Regions from separate parts of the Zea mays genome. Here region 1 is linked to region 2. Evidence: chromatin contacts called from public Hi-C data. All regions are on one chromosome and are shown on one strand. Each heading gives the region's core, a stretch centred on a gene start, on an enhancer-like site or on the middle of the called end of the contact. The rest is flanking DNA. Distances are from core to core; before and after follow the strand shown. Region 1 holds the start of LOC100283777 (30S ribosomal protein S1,chloroplastic-like). Region 2 holds the start of LOC100194276.

Evidence for each region. Hi-C and Micro-C count contacts between places; a contact is called where the count stands out from the background.
Region 1: a Hi-C map of tassel shows a contact between it and region 2, with 4 times the contacts expected there. The contact joins the promoter of LOC100283777 here to the promoter of LOC100194276 in region 2. A contact is called at or near these places in 10 of 25 Hi-C or Micro-C datasets (bundle sheath, ear, leaf and 3 more).

What each region holds. Positions count from the first base shown.
Region 1 is chr9:139,877,466-139,882,326 of Zm-B73-REFERENCE-NAM-5.0, forward strand. LOC100283777 (30S ribosomal protein S1,chloroplastic-like) reads right to left here and starts at 1,337. Exons shown (of 7, transcript NM_001156676.2): 1 at 996-1,337. The coding sequence starts at 1,274.
Region 2 is chr9:139,637,132-139,641,922 of Zm-B73-REFERENCE-NAM-5.0, forward strand. It overlaps LOC100194276, which reads left to right and starts at 2,716. Exons shown (of 9, transcript NM_001139315.2): 1 at 2,716-2,932; 2 at 3,098-3,273; 3 at 3,348-3,455; 4 at 3,551-3,607; 5 at 3,705-3,785; 6 at 3,888-3,922; 7 at 4,029-4,118; 8 at 4,215-4,371; 9 at 4,591-4,791. The coding sequence starts at 2,797. The coding sequence ends at 4,716. It overlaps LOC109617030, which reads left to right and starts at 342. Exons shown (of 3, transcript NM_001348401.1): 1 at 342-594; 2 at 703-807; 3 at 1,097-1,884. The coding sequence starts at 551. The coding sequence ends at 1,583.

The DNA.
Region 1 (4,861 bases), core at 87-2,586, 240 kb after region 2:
GGCCAGAGACAATGCCAACAAGGTTGGGCGTTCCTCCATCAAAGACACAATGAATTCAGTGGTTCCACAGAGATCAAGCCCCTAGAACTAGAATAATAATGGAATTCATACCTTGGAACACCTAGTTACAGAAAATCATCGTTTACTAGGCACACTACACGAGCAGCAGCCCCAAAGTTTCCTCCAGAAGCTGACCAGGATTAAAAGATAATTCTAGGAGACATTATGTTAGTTTGTTTACTTAAGCATTAAGTTGTAGTTAAAATTAATGCTGCTTAGGTCCTACTAGACATTGTGTTTGGAAGTTTGGATCTACCTTATATAAAGATAAATCAGTTTGACAAGGGAATGGAGCAATTAAGAGGCTACTAGTTAGCACTTCACATAATTACATCAGTAAATCTATTCCTCTCTGCTGCCACATCAACTATGATAACTAGACTTGTGAGGTCTGAGCCAGGTCCACCGCTAGCTTCAATGTTCCAAGCTGGCTTAGGGAGTGGAGGCTTGGCAAGTTAATCCGAGTTGTTCTTTAGTTAACTAACTGATTCTACAAGTTCATGTTTGGTCTTGGTATAAGAATAATACTAGACTTTTTTTCTTTAAAAAATTGACCAACAACTGAACTACGGAGTAGTTATTACTGATTAGTGAGCGGTGGTGTGTTATCCCAGTATGCTCCAACCAGGTACACTATTAATGGGTTGAGAGACATACTAACTCACTATAGTGACAAACATAGCATTATTGTCCAAACAAGTTGAAAATTCATCTCCAGAGATCAGCGATATTCTTACATTCCCTGCATTATGTACCACTTCACATTCTGGGAGACCATAAACTAGAATGTATGGCAAAGCGTTATAACTCTATTGACTGACACCATCTAATTTCGAAGGATGAACAGCTTCCTAACCGCACAAATTGCTGCTATGGACTCCGATACATAAAGAACAATTAATGACAATAGAGTAGGGGAGGAATCGAGGGATTACGAGCGAGCCGATCTCCGTGTCTATGTCGGTGGACTCGACGGCGGTGTCGAGGTCGTCGGGGGAGAAGGCGACGCCCTCCATGGGCGCGGTGCGGCAGCGCTCGGAGGCGTCGTCGAACACCTGGCGCATCCGCTCCCGCTCCCGCTCGTCCTTGGTCAGCGCATAGGTACCGCACACAAGCGCCGACGGAGGCCGCCTCTGCGCCGCGGGGCGACGGCGCGACGCGCCGGATAGAGGGGGGCACGGTAGGCCCGCGACGTGCTGCGCCAGGGACGCCATCCTCTCTCGCTCTGTCTCTCTCTTCGGTGTGTGTTCGAGCGAGGAAACGGGAATGGCAGTGCCAGTGTCCTGTTATCCGGTCGGTGGGGTTTAGGATAGGAGGCGGAGATGGTTGGCTGGTTTTGGGCCAGATCAGGCCAGGTAAGAAACGCTTCGCGGGCTTCGGGCCTTCGGCGTGTCAGGCTATTAGTTTCGTCACAGGACTGGTTAATTACACGCTTGCAAAAGGAAGCCACGAACTATTTCATACATTCATTCGGGAAAAAACATGTTCATACAACAATTTGTACCATTTTTAACAAATAGCTAATTCGGTAATTGCATCTCGAAACTTCAGCGCTATACAATTTCGAGGCAATCAACTACAATAACGTAAATTTCTCTTGCTTTTCTGGATGGGAGGGTGTCAGTCCGTTCCGTTAGGCTGGTGGCAGTGCGGGCGGCAGCGCGGGCGAGAAGAGGCCGCTGCCGCCCGCGCGCGGACGAGAGGCCGGCGCCGGGCGATGGCGCTCGCTCCCGGCGAGAGCGGGCGGTATCGCCTCGCGCCCGCCCGAGCGAGAGGCGGGCGAGAGGGAGGCGAGGCACTGGCGGGGCGAGAGCGACGTGGCGCGATCTGATTGGTCCACGTGTGCTAGCCGTTGCAACTAGCCGTTTTTGACCGTTTGGAGTCCAAAAAATTCGAAAAAAATTGCAAAAAATCACAAGTGAAGAGGAGGAAGATGAGGATGAGATCGAGGAGTCCGATTAGAGTTATGTAATTTTATTTTAATTATCATGTCATTTTATTTTAATTATTATGTACTTTGTAATTTTTTAATTCAATAAAAATATTATGTTGTGTTTTTCGGAGCGTTGAAATAAATCCGCGTGAATTACTTAATTCTGAAATAGAAAAGCTGACGTGGCTATAGCCTGAGGCTGTAGCCTGCTGCAGCCTGTGTACTGGAGCAGCAAGGACGAGAGTGGAGGCGAGAGCTGACGTGGCAGGGACGAGAGGGAGGTTGTGCACTGGACTCAGCCTTAGGCAGGCCTCATTACCACGAACACATTGAACAACAAACTGGGCTATCGAGTTCCATTTTCGTATCAAAAGGCCCACTGTATACTGACAAGATAAATGTGCAAAACATAAGTACTCTATCTAAAAGAAAAGTAGAAGATGAAGTACAATTCTATTTATACGAGCTCTTATTGAATTCTTATCTCTTAATAAGACTACATATACATATAAGAAATCTGTGTTATAATTGCTATTATTTAGGAGGTGTTTGGTTTTTTAGGGTCTAATTTTTAGTCTCTACGTTTTATTCCATTTTAGTTGATAAATTGTTAAATACGTAAACTAAAACTCTTTTTTAGTTCCCGTATTTACTAATTTAGGATGAAACAAAATAGAGAGACTAAAATAAGTTCGTAGACACCAAACACCTCAATAAAGAACACATATTTATTTATATATACTGTACTTTTACCTACTATGTTGATTGTGAGAGACGCATAGAAAAAAAATCATAGCCCAGTATTATTAGGATACATTCGTTTTAGTTTCAATCTATATGGATTAAATGGGATTGAGTGAATTAAAATTTATAGCAAGTGAAAATATTTTCTAATTTTTTCCTAATTCCATAGAATACAAGATAAGAATAAGTGAATACAGGGCCTTTAGCGGGCGGGCTCGGGCCTGGGCCGTTTCCGCGCACCTCGGGTTTATGCATCCTGATGGCTGTCCGTAGATGAGCGGGTAACGTCAAAGAACAGTAAAGGACAGTTCATCGTTTGTGGTGGACGAAAAACACCGCAAGCCCGGAGTAAAATAACAAAAGGTCAAAAAATGGTTCGCTGCCGTGCGCGCCAGAGTGCCGCGCGGCACGCAGGTACAAGTCCCCGGTGGCTTACTCTTGACCGTTCCGTTAGCTGCGCTGTCGTGTCCCGACCGACCATGCGTACCACCGGCACGAGTTCAAACCGTCCAGCCAACCACCATAACTGCCCGGAATTCGCCATGGAGAGCGACGCGCGCGAAAAAAAAAAAAACCCACACCGGCCATCGCCATACGACACGGCACATCGCGTTCGCGTTCTCTCCCACGCGACCGACGCGCGACGCCGACCACGGCGAGGTGTCCGCCCCCACGTCCAGCAGCGCACGTCGTATCGGCTCGGCGCCCGGCCCGTCGGCCGCGCGGACGACGCCGCCTGTGTCAATCTCGATTCGTCGTGCGGGTCAGTGGTCACCCACCGCCACCGGCCACCGCCGAGCGGGGTGCACCGGGAAACTGCGAAAGAAAGAGACTGGCGTAATTGCGTTATCCAGATAAGCCGGCGCGGCATGTGCACGGTGCATGCACGCGGCGGCACCGGGCCACGGCCCGGCGTTGAAGTCGGTTACGTACAGCATGCCAGCGACCGAGGTGACTGGCGCTCATTGGCGCCACTGAATTAACATTGCCCTGCCATTATCCGTTCCCAGCTGATGACGACGCCATGGAAAGCTCGCGGAAAACCTGTGCAAGTTCTTGGCTGACCGTTGAACGCCTTGAATTGATGTGCCGGTTAGGAGTAGTTTATATATACAGTACTACAAACCTCATCCATACTTCCCATAGACGATACGATAGGCCCATACCGTACGTGCTTGCACGCGCGCTGACAGCCGATCCAGCATTACCCGAACAATTCAAACTACTATACTATAAACGCGTTGCATGTGTGCACAGTGTAATTTTTAAGTGCAGAGCCAGCGGCTATTCGTAAATAAACTCGGAGCAGCATACGAGTTGCGGAGGTCGTAGGCATGGCCATTGTTTAATGCGAGCATTTATTTAATATATTGATTTTAAACATATTTTTAAAAACTACTAATATATACACATAATAATTATTAGACTAATTAAAACTTATTTTTTTATAATAAACATATTTAGGTATACTTACCGTACTGTTTTTTTATAAATCCAATTAAAGTTGAAATTGATTGATTACTAAAAGGAAAATTTTGTTTTTTTTTAACAGAAGAATAAAGTGATTTGGCAAGGCGTCCAGACTCCACACTCCAGTGTCCACGAGTCCACGGGCCACGGCACCTTTGCCTACGACCAGCTCCGCCACCTCTGCATGCGACATGCTTGGTCATTTCGCCTTAGCCTGACAATGCTGTCTAAGTTTTTATTGTTACTTAAAAAATGATGATCGGTCTCTTTGCTGGTGGCGAAGAGCACGATTACAAAATAGCAGCTGCACAAAAGTGAACCAGAGGGAGATATATGCTGATGAGGCGTAGCATTTTCACAGTGAAAAGTTGTGAGAAGCTAAACCGAAAAAACTAGCTGGTTGTTTCAGCTTCTGACTTTTCACGGTGACAAGTTAGCCGAGAAGCTCAAACAAATAAGTTGTAAAGTATAATTTGGGTCATTTTAAAAGGGAACCAAACAGACGCTAATGTGTACTCGCGAGCTCTACCAAAGTGGTGGCCGTCGCTCCCTGCACCATCATCTATATAAGGTTTTAGTTTTGCTCTCAATTCATATAAGGCCTTGTTCGGTTACATGGGATATAATTCCATCATGTATTTAATCCGGGTATGG
Region 2 (4,791 bases), core at 1,466-3,965:
TTTCTTTTTCTTTTTTCTTTATTTTCCTTCTTTATTTATTATTATCCTTGCTAGCTCCATTCCGGAAACAAGATTTTTTCAACCGATATGGCCGAAGAAGAGAGATATATGTTTCGATAAATAAATAAACGAAGTACAAGCGACACATGGCTCCGGCTGTGTTGAGCTGAGCTGGGGCCCCAGAAGAAGCCGCACAGAAATTTCTCAGGGGGACCCCCTGGCCTTCCCCCCGGGCCGTCGGTGAGGGGGGTGGCACGTGACAGCGATACGCCCGGAGGCCAAGATAATCTTTGCATCGTACCCCGTCTCGGTTCCGGGCCGGAGGTCTCGATTATTATGGACTTCTCTCCCGTCCCTTCTCTCTCTTCGTGATGTGTTGTTATTTAGTAAGCTGTTAAGCTAAAGCCAGGGCCGCTCCTCTGCTGTTAAGCTAAAGCGCGCTGGCCTGCTCCCACCGCCGCCCACCCCCCCCGTCTTCTTCCTCACCCATCTCCGCCAGTCCCCTTCCTCACTGCATTTCTTGGTTTTCTCCCTCCACCGGAACCAAGCGATGTCTCCGGCGCCGAGTTCGCATCATTCGCAAACCAATTCGAGGTGTGGCTGGGTTCGCCTGTGGTCTTTGCACCTGCGCGGTTCCATTTAATAGAGGGGCGCTGGATGATCTCATTTCTTTTTTGTTGTGGGGACAAAAAAAACTTGCAGGAAGGAGAAGCGGATGCGGAAGGTGGACACCTTCGCGCCGCACAACGATGGCCACCAATGGAGGAAGTACGGCGAGAAGAAGATCAACAACACCAACTTCCCCAGGTCCGGCCGCCGGATTTTCACTTGTTCCGTTTTCTTCCTCAGTTGTTACGTCACCTTGGGGGAGGGCAAAAAAAAAAAGTGATTCTGCGTCTGCGCGCGTGTTTCTGAGAAAAAAAGTGATTCGCCGGCAAAGAACGCGCCTCTATTAGCCAACCTCCCTCCACTTCGCTATGTTTGTTTCTTCCAATTGTCCGCATCCAAACCGGCGGCCAGCAGCTGTTCCTTCCACTCACACACGGCTGCTTCTTGTCCCCCCCCCCCCCCCCCCCCCCCCCCCCCCCCGCCGCAGGTATTACTACAGATGCACGTACAAGGACAACATGAGCTGCCCGGCCACGAAGCAGGTGCAGCAGAAGGACCACAGCGACCCGCCATTGTACGCGGTCACCTACTACAGCGACCACTCGTGCAACAGCGCCTTCCTCCCGCTCTCCCCCTCCGAGTTCCAGCTGCGGACACCGTCCGGGAAGGCCGTCTCCATCTGCTTCGACTCCTCGTCCGGGGCGGCGGCGGCCGTGGCGTCGGTCGCCACCAATGCTAGCGGCGGCTCGCCCTCTTCCAGCGCCGCGGCGGCGCGGCGAGGCACGCCGCCGGATATCAGTTACCCGTCCGACCTGCGGCGGTCTGACACTTACCCGTGGGGCGCCGGCGCCGTGGAGCAGAAGCTGGCGTCCTGCGCCACCGAGTGCCACGACGCCTTCTCGGCCGGCGCCGTGCCGGAGGAGGTGGTAGATGCAGGCAGATTTGGGTCTATCAGGTTCTTCCATTTTTTGTAAATTCATCGGTGGAAGGCAACTGATTTTACTTCGACAAACTAAGGCCCTGTTCCAATCTCGCGAGATAAACTTTAGCAGCTATTTTTTAGCTACTTTTAGCCATTTATAATCTAAACATGAGAGCTAATGGTGATAATTGAAACTAAACTTTAGCACTTCAATTCATATAGCTAAAGTTTAGCAGGAAGCTAAAGTTTAGCTCATGAGATTGAAACGGGGCCTAATATGATACAGATGTTTCTTTTTTACATGCCGAAGCTTACCCGACATTCGCATGCAACTTTTTTTTTCTTGGTTCAAAATCGAAATAGCATTGCTAATGTTAATCCAGCGGTTCATTTCTCCGTGCTGTGCCTGTTAATTAACGTATCAGTTAGTTAACGTATATTCTGATGTTCAGGATAATATTTATATAAATAAAAAATATAGCAAAAATAAAATGATGTTCCTATAAAATAAAATTTCTGGGTTACGTAAGGTTAGGGACGACAGCAGGCCCGGGTTAGGTCTGCTAAATAATAAGACTTCAGCTCGTGCTGATGAGGCAAAGAACATGGTTAACTGAAATGCAGATGAAACACTACATATATAATAAAGCCAGGTCGGTGGCAAAGGATTTTAAACAGCGATATGATATAGATTATAAAAATTACAATGTATTTTTTATTACATTCTAGAGGAGAGGAGGAAGTCTATCTTAGTAACCACCGGAGTATGAGAGCACTTCATAGCCCAATCATGTGCAAGCTGTCAAAGCTGTTTATGGTATGAAGCCATCTCTAAGAGTTTGATATTTTCAATTCAATGATAAATTTCTGTATCAAGATTTTCATGCTTTAAAGACAGATATTTTTCTATTTTTAAACAAGGAAAGTGTCTCCATATTACATGTACGGACTCATATTGTTTAACCGTACAAGATCTTTTCTTAGAAACAGCCGTACAAGATGAATATTCTCCTGGAATTGCGAGTGTGATAAACTCCCTTATCTACTGGGCCAGGTGAGCCAGAAAATAAAAAATAACGTCTGGGATGGGCCAGAAAACAAAACTGGATTGGATCGAGGCCCGGCGGAAGGGAAGAAGATATTTTGCGGTTTTGTGAGTTGTGATGGCTTCAGGCAGTTTGGTAGATTGTGGCGATAGAAGGACGGCCAGTTTAGCCTAGCCACGCTCGCTCTACCTCCTCAATCCTGATTAGCTTCAAACCGCCATGGCCATGGGGCTCCCCGGCCTCCGCTGCCACCGCCTCCTCGCTCGCGGGTCACTCCCTCCACTCGGTCCCGCCCTCTATCGCAGGCCCCTGGAGCGAACCTCGGCTCTCCGCTACTCCTCCCTCCAAGCTCAAGGTATTTTCACCCACCCTTTGCTTTATGATTATCCGTTTTGAATGTGCTGCACTGCTGCTACCTTTCCGTTGCCGGAGTATCGAATGCCGACGCTTAGACGATCAGTAGCGCTTATGTATATTTTTTGGTTGGTATGGTATCGATTATTTAACCTGCTGCTAACAGCTGGGGACAGTATTGGGGAGGAGGCCCTGCGCATGTTCCTTGAGGACAGGCAACTGCACGGCGATTTCGTCACCAAGGTCTCTGACATGGTCTGGAGGAGGAATGGCGCCAATGTTGGTGCGGCTGAGGCGACCACGGGCCAAGGGAGTGCAATAGATGTTGCTCAGCCTGAAGACGTGAGTTCTGCCAATCACCATGCCTGTGTTTTCGACTCTAATAACAGAGATTAACCAATCTAATTGGGATATAGGTGCGGGAAGATGCTGTGGACGAGGGAATGTTGAGACTAGCGGCGATTACTAGTGATTGGGTGTCCGGTGACAGCAGCCCTCCTTTAAGCAAGAGGCTTTCTGCCGAGGTGTGACATCCATGCTGTTCACTGTTTAGGATCGTGAGGATGCTATTGCGATAATAGCTGATGGACAAATGGGAATGATTTTCAAATGCTGACAGGAAAGGCAGAACGAGAGCAACAAAAGGAAGGAGCTGAATCTTTTGAAATATGAAGCAGTATGATTCCTTTCCAGCGTTCTATTTTTCATTTTCTATGCGTTGCTTAAAAGGGTAATTACATGGTCATCTACTAATACCCTTGTTTTTCTTGCAGCTCAAGGATGAATTGCTGCTCTTGACCGCAGGAACTGGAGCAGCATGTAGTTTATATTGTCTCCTGGTTTTCTCTCTGGAGGTACATCCTCATATCCTCGATGTTAATGAACATAAATTAATTTAAGGGTGCCTAAATGTGAGTAACTTATGTGATTAAATCACCAATCTTATTATTTAACAGACTGCTGTCAGTTATGCTTTGGGGGTTGGTTTCAGGTAAGCAAGCTCTCTTCACAGCTTAGGAGATTTTTACTCATGATTTCAGCTGAAGTTTTAACAAGTGCTTTGAGTATTCTGAAACTTGTCGCTCTATATTGAGTAGTTGCTTGTATCTTCAACTTCTGTATCAACATGCTGATAACCTATCAAAGGAAGATATTCCAGAAGTTTTTCTAAAGAAGAAAGTGAAGAAGTAGGTTTCAATATTCCACCTGCAGTCTGTATCCCATTATTTGGTTCCTCACATTTTGATTGTTTAAGTAAATATGACTATTTATGCAAATGCTAGAATTGGCATTACAAGTGAAGATTTGAAGAATACAATAGAGAAGACATTGGGTGGTGCAGGACTAGCTCTTTCATCTCCAAGGCTTATAATTCCTGCCGTGATTTATGGATTGTCAGCTTTATCACATCACTTCCAAAATAGCTTTTTCAGTTTTGAGGTGAGAACACCACTCCGCTACTGCACTGGATCTTATTTAATTGGCAGATTATGCCAGATATATCATCACGTTCTGGTTACAGATTTCAGCACCCGTTTCTTCTATTATAATAAGTACTTTATTATATAATATAGCAAGAGCTGTTATCATGAATACCTTAGTCCTCCAGGATATACTCTTCCACAAACATTTCCTGAATGACTAGCTGTCTCTGTGCAGGTTCTTCCAGGGATGATGGGTTTCCTCGCGTACAAGGCTGCAGCTTTGGTTCAAGTCTACAGAGACAACGAGGACCTCCGCTTGATACTTCCTGATGAAGAGGCCGCTGACAGTGACAGCACTTGATTTATACGAATTAGAGATTATGTTAACCTAGTGGTTGTTGACAAATACAAAACAGATCTGTTCACCACCGAGTCA